2 separate regions of the Ovis aries genome follow, and region 2 is linked to region 1. Evidence: chromatin contacts called from public Hi-C data. All regions are on one chromosome and are shown on one strand. Each heading gives the region's core, a stretch centred on a gene start, on an enhancer-like site or on the middle of the called end of the contact. The rest is flanking DNA. Distances are from core to core; before and after follow the strand shown. Region 1 overlaps SRPK2 (SRSF protein kinase 2). Region 2 overlaps SRPK2 (SRSF protein kinase 2).

Region 1 (3,464 bases), core at 48-2,547:
CTGTTATCATGAATTTGTCAACACTTATTACTTATTTACCATTTATATGATCTCACTGGTCCTAGTTATCAATGAATTAATTATGATCAAGCCAATATTGTTCAATTTTTAGAATAGAAAATTGGTTGGTAAGCATTTTTATGCTCTTGAATTTGCCCATGTAGTGGTACATATGATTCTCTACTAACTTGAATTCTCCTCCTCAGAGTGCTGGGTATGCAACTCAGAAATTCGGGGAAGCTGCTCCCTTCAAGGGAATCAAGCCCCTTCCCCAGCTCATTCCTCTGCGCTGCTGCAGTGCTAGGCAGTGTTTTACCTTTTGTCCTGACTGTATCAGAAGTGAAGTACAGCTACTTAACTTTCTCATTAATTTTCACTGGTCAGAGTTGGAAAGAACAAGGAGCAGGGAGATTTAAGGACAGAGCGGACGAGGAAAGTGTCTGTGGCCCTCGTCCTTGGTGATTGTGGCAGGTGTTTCCCACACTTCTCAATCAAGCATGTGCTTGTAGCATTTACCTCCTGTCTGTCCTCTGTCCTTGTGAGGAAGAGAGATCCTCTGGGAGCTTTAGCTTTCCCAGGAGCGAAGCCTCTGGCTTGAGGAGCGCTCTCTGCTGTTACCCTCCGTGTCCACAGGGACCAGTGTCCCTGTGTGGTGCTGTTGCCCTGGGCGCTCCCCTGCACGGCCAGCCCCTCTGCTGCTGGCCAGGTCTCCCTGGTGCTGGTTACGAGGCCTTGCCCATGTCATCAGAGGTCGCCCCCTCTCCTTGCCCTCCGTCCTTTGTTCTGGTGTGGCAGAAGAAAGGCGCCCATATTGTGACCAGAGTCAGAAGAGAATGTGCAAAATTGCTCTAGTTCCGTTTCTCTGTGCAGTTTAGAATTTAGGGGGAAGCTTTCTGTGGGTGGTGAGCAGGCCCTGGGAGAAACCTTCAGGTGACACATCCATGTTATTCCCAACTTACTCTTCCCTTTCTGTATGTGACAGGACCAATGTCTAGCACACCGAGGTGGAAAGGGAGTTAGTTTATGTTGTTAACACCAGTAACAAATGGTCTTTTGCATGGTTCATAGGTGCCTAGACAGGAATATTAGAGACTGTCCTAACCAAGTGCCTTATTTTACGGCTGAATTTGAGGTCAGGGGAGGGAGGAGACTTAATCCGAGCCACAGCTAGTCAGTTCCTGAACCAGAACTGAAATCTCCTGGCTTCCAGCCCAGAGCTCTGCCTGCTGGTCTGCACTACCGCTGCCTCACATGGAGAGAACCGGCCCCTGCCCGTGGGGGTGAGCCGCCTCCCTGGAGTGGGATGCAGCCTGTTCCTGGCCGTCTGTGATTACTTGACCTGGGTTCTCATGATGGAGCAGATGGCAGCGAGGATCTCTGCTGCCTCCTGCTGATGAGGCCAACTATGTTTTTTAGGCAAGAGATATACACGTTCTGTGGTAAGACAAGTGAGATCTAACCTTGAGCATGAAATTTGATTCGTTGTTTTTTTTATTGTCATAATATTTGGTATAAATTTTTGTAAGATTGCCTGTCATTTTTTGATTCTAGATTCTGGGATGCTTTAACTTCACTGGCTGAGAACAAAGATGCTATTTTTTAAAATAAAATCATTCTTATAGCTATATATTTAAAAAATATATTAGTATTCATTAAAAGAGTCATCAGGTAGATCCAATTCATATTATAGATGGGAGAAATGAGACCCAGAGAAATTTAATAAGTGACTTAGCGAAGTTACGTTTATTAAGTCAGTATCAATACAAGTCTTCTGACTTAGTTCATTTTACCATTTAGTTTGAGCTTCTTGTGAGCTAGACATTGTACTGTGAGTTTTTCATACATTATTTCTAATTCTTTTCACATTTCCATCTAATGGATAACGTTCCCCCTTTTATAGATAAGAAAAGGGAAGGTCAGGCAGCTTAAGTACCTTGCCTTGTGAGTGAGTGATTGAGAAGTAATGCAGGAGTGGCCTGAGTCCCAAGATCATGATTTAATAGTGTTCCATGCTGTCTCTTAGCTGTTTTCGTCAAGATTTGCGTTATCTTAATTAGTTTATCCCTGAAAGCAATAGTCTTTTCCTTGTGTTCAAGTCTTCTCTTTGTGTTTGTTGTTAGACATAAGCAGTATTTCTTGAGGAAGGTTAGCTGTGTTGAGTGCAGTTGTTCAGTTGACCAATCATGTCCAACTCTGACCCCATGGACTGCAGCACACCAGGCCTCCCGCCCCTCACCTCACGGAGTTTGCCCAAGTTCATGTTCATTGCACCGGTGATGCTGTCCAACCATCTCATCCTCTGACGCCTTCAGCTCCTTCTGCCCTCAATATTTCCCAGAATCAGGGACTTTTCCAATGAATTGGCTGTTCGCATCAGATGACCAAAATACTGGAACTTTAGCTTCAGCATCAGTCCTTTCAGTGAATATTCAGGGTTGATCTCCCTTAAGATTGACTGGTTTGATCTCCTTCCTGTCCAAGGGACTCTCATGAGTCTTCCCCAGCACCACAGTTCAAAGGTATATGTTCTTTGGTATCCTGCCTTCTTTACAGTCCAGCTCTCACAACAGTACGTGACCACTGGCCAAGACCATAGCCTTGACTATACGGACATTTGTTGGCAGAGTAATGTCTCTGCTTTTCAACACACTGTCTAGGTTTGTCATTTCTTTCCTACCCAGAAGCAATCGTCTTCTGATTTCATGGCTGCAGTCACCATCCACAGTGATTTTGGAGCCCAGGAAGAGGAAATCTGTCACTACTTCCACCATTTCCTTTCTATTTGCTATGCAGTAATGGGAGTGGATGCCATGATCTTAATTTTTTAAATATTTAGTCTTAAGGTGGCTCTTTCACTCTCCTCCTTCACCCTCATCGCGAGGCTCTTTAGTTTCTCTTCACTTTCTGCCATTTAGAATGGTATCATCTGCATATCTGAGGCTGTTGATGTTTCTCCCTCCTATCTTCATTCCCGCTTGTAACTCATCCAACCCAGCATTTCTCATGATGTGCTTAGCATATAGGTTAAACAAACAAGGTGACAGCAGACAGCCCTGTCGTACTCCTTTCTGAATCCTGAACCAATCGGTTGTTCCATAAAGGGTTCTAACTGTTGCTTTTTGGCCTGCATACAGGTTTCTCAGGAGCCAGTAAGATGGTCTGGTATTCCCATCTCTCTAAGAACTTTCCACAGTTTGTCGTACTTTAGTGTAGTTGATGAAACAGAGATAGATGTTTTTCTGAAATTCCCTTGCTTTCTCTATAATCCAGTGAATGTTGGCAATTTGATGTCTAGTTCCTCTTCCTTTTCTAAACACAGCTTGGACACCTGGAAGTTCTTGGTCTGCATAATGCTGAAGCCTAGCATGCAAGATTTTAAGCATGATTTTACTAGCATGGGAGATAACTGCAGTTGTCTGATGGTTAGCACCTTCTTTGGTATTGCCCTTCTTGGGAACTGGGGT
Region 2 (3,120 bases), core at 315-2,814, 140 kb before region 1:
CCATGAGATTTTAAATCAGTGTGTTTTGCTTGGTTTAAAAGAGTTGACCAGATGATTGTGGTGTGGTCTCCTGAGGTTAAAATTTCTATCTAAACAGTTCGGTTCTAGCAGTATGTCATATGTAATAATAGTAACTCATAGTTGTTATGAGTTTCATTAATGTTTTGAAACTTTGGTATTTTTGGTAAATATATTTGAAGACAGACTGAGAGTACATAGATAGATGACCTTCTGTGGCCTGATGAAGTCCTTTAAAAGCCTAAAACACTGCCTCTTTTTCTCTCCCTGCAAGCTGAAATCTGACTGTACTGAATTGCAAACTAAAGAAAAGAAATCCAGCACAGTTCTCATCGTTGCCTCTGGCTCTTAAAACTAAATAATGTATGGATCTTGGTGAGAAGTATTCTGGTTTTTGGGAGGCTTCTCTTTTGTTGGTTCTCTAAGCATGTTAAATGAACAGAAGAATGGATTAATAAAGCATAAGAATGAGGAAGAGAGCATATTTTATCTGGAAGACTCTTTTTGTTTTTAAATGTTATTTGTCTAATATAAACTGTATATGAATTCCTTTTCATGATCTTTTATATACCACTGTAATAAAGTACCAGGCAACAGGAGTTTTGATAAGTAAATATCCTGTATCTTCTCTTAAGCCTTTAGAACCCCAGAGAACAGAGAACTTTATTAAAATAGATACTTGATCCTAAAGCATTTTGAACAAGAGTTATTTGTTGCCACAGTGTAGATGCTTCTAGGGTTTAGACCCGAGTGATAGTCTATATCTTTAGATCAGGAATCCGTTTTGTAGTTTGATTTTACAATTAGTCTCGGAAGGCTTTTAGTTTTTCTTTTAGCAAGGAGGTGTGTCTCTAGGTTGAGATCTGTAGGCCTCACATAGCAATTACTTATAGCTACTTGGGGCTAGGGCAGTCCCGAAGAGCCTAGAGTGGGTTGCTGTGTGTATCACTGGTCTCTGGATTCCCAGAGTCACAATGTTGAAAAGGTAGAGCAAATATTTTAGTTTTTCAGTTTGTCAATTTTCTTACCATTAGTCATATTAGGAATATTACCTAATGGGAATGAAGGGTTAATAGAAAAGTCGGTCTCAAGCCTTTGAGCAGGACATTTCTGTTTACTTTAGCATGCGTACATGCATATCCTGCCTTATTCCAAAAAGAATTTAAGGGGCACTTTCCTGTAGTTTTTATGATCTGAGTAAGTCTTGCTTATAAATATGCTTGCCAGTCTCAAGTTGAAATGAATCTGGCTTCCAAATGGTGTGTACTTATTCCAACAGTGCTTCCATTGTACTGCAAAGTCTTGTTACACCTTTAGGGTTTGAATATGTTCTCTTGTCATAAATCTTTATCCTTTGATGTTAGAATCAATTTTTGGCATTGGCTAACAGTCATTGAGTGCCAAGCCTGTTGAATAACCTGGATAGGCAGTCTGGGTTGTTAAAGCTTTTTGGTTTATTGTTTTTGACTCATGAACTATGAGCCAGAACAGTTTCAGGATGATGAAATGAGTTTCTGAGCCACAGTTAACTCGTTGTTACATCCAGCAGCCTTGAACAATGGGTCCATTTGACTCCTGGTCTTTGTGGGATGCGTCTACATTAGCAGTACCATTGATATCAAATAAACAAGTTAACATTGTCCTCACTGTGATTTTGATATGAATGTTCTCTTGCATTGGAACTGTAGCAAAGTTTTCCATTGCAGATTTCATGTTTTCAGATTATAGTGAAAACTTGTATCATTAGCTCTAGTTATTTTCTTAAAATGTCATTTGAAAAACCTATTTGTGAAAGGTGCAAAATAGAGAACAACTTCTAACTTATAGTAGAAATGTTTGAAATAGTCTTCACCAACTTTCTGTATCTTTATTTGCCACTGTCCACTCACCACCACTTCCCCTCCCCAACTTTTCCTGCGTTCTGATTTTCCTGAGTAATTACCTAATTGGACGAATCAAATTATTACTTTGACAACATTTTATAGAAGATGAGACAGACTTATGGAAGATGTGACTGAGTAGTTTGAGGAATCAGAGATACTAATGAGTCAAAATTCAAATCTCGGTTTTCTGATTCTGAATACCTTCCTTAACAATAACTTGAACAGTATGAGTTTTCTCCCTGTATTTTCATATATTTTACTTGTGGATTTAATGCCACACAAAGTTAAATGTTAAGCTTTTTCTTAATGAGGTAATTTTAAGTTTTATATTGACATGGAGCTAAACACGCATTAATCTCAACTTGATTGTGTTTTGGCCTTGAAAATAATTGTTGCATATGAAAAAGTTACATTCCTCCTATGCTGTGTCTTTCTTGTTTGTCAGTTACATTTTATAATCATATTTGTGTTTGTATTGAAACATTTGTTTCTAGCAGTGTTAGTCATGATGATGCTATGCAGCTGTAAAAGTCACATTTTAAATTTTACCACATGAAAAATTTATTATTCTACTATTTTGTCTTATAAATTTGTACATTTAAATTAGACTGAAGCATAAAGTTTACTTGTTAAATACTGTAATTCAAGTATGATGGTATCCTCTTGTGCTTGTGAAATGAAGAAGTGATCATTTTTATTTTGGGAATGTTTTAGAACTGTATAAATATTTGTATGGTAGTCTTAAGTCTGGATTGTAGTAGCTTAGGTCACCTGCCACTGAATTCATTCCCTGGGGAATGTGATATGGACATTCACCTTGACACCTCTGTTGGTGTCAGCTTTGTTGCAAAGTGTGCGTGTTCAAGACCAATGGGTCCCCAAATAAAAATTAGAATGCTCGTGGGGAAGGAGACTTCTTCACTAGAAGTTTCCTGTGACCTGCCACTGCCTGCTGCTAAACAAGAGTTTAATAGCTGTGCTCCGAGTTCTTATGAGCAAGTGTCATGTTAAACTCTGGCACACCCAAATGCTCACAAGCTCAGAGGGAATGTTTATATGAAGGATTGTGTGTTGGATGTGCAGTCCAACCAGCCTGTAGTAGTCTACATTTTATGACTGTATTAAACTGAACCATTTTGGTGACCTGCCTTCCTGAAAAGCATTGTATCAAAGTGGGTTATGCTTCTTTTGGTATGAAGGGGCCATTTCATCTCTTTTG

The links. A called contact is a pair of places that touch in the nucleus more often than the background predicts.
Region 2: a contact with region 1 is called in a Hi-C map of hypothalamus, with 3 times the contacts expected there. The contact joins two enhancer-like sites. A contact is called at or near these places in 5 of 16 Hi-C or Micro-C datasets (blood, hypothalamus and retroperitoneal adipose tissue).

What each region holds. Positions count from the first base shown.
Region 1 is chr4:47,833,619-47,837,082 of ARS-UI_Ramb_v3.0, reverse strand. The region is part of intron 8 of SRPK2 (SRSF protein kinase 2); the gene reads left to right. It also overlaps the pseudogene LOC132659682. Among named protein-coding and RNA genes, the nearest start is that of KMT2E, 130 kb to the right of the region's middle. Within about 2 kb of position 1,297, at least 16 of the 54 cell types and tissues checked have an H3K27ac peak or open chromatin away from gene starts, as enhancers often do. A contact at or near this core is called in hypothalamus, where this site is marked.
Region 2 is chr4:47,969,830-47,972,949 of ARS-UI_Ramb_v3.0, reverse strand. All of the region lies in intron 2 of SRPK2 (SRSF protein kinase 2), which reads left to right. It also overlaps the pseudogene LOC114114583. Among named protein-coding and RNA genes, the nearest start is that of SRPK2, 74 kb to the left of the region's middle. Within about 2 kb of position 1,564, at least 19 of the 54 cell types and tissues checked have an H3K27ac peak or open chromatin away from gene starts, as enhancers often do. A contact at or near this core is called in hypothalamus, where this site is marked.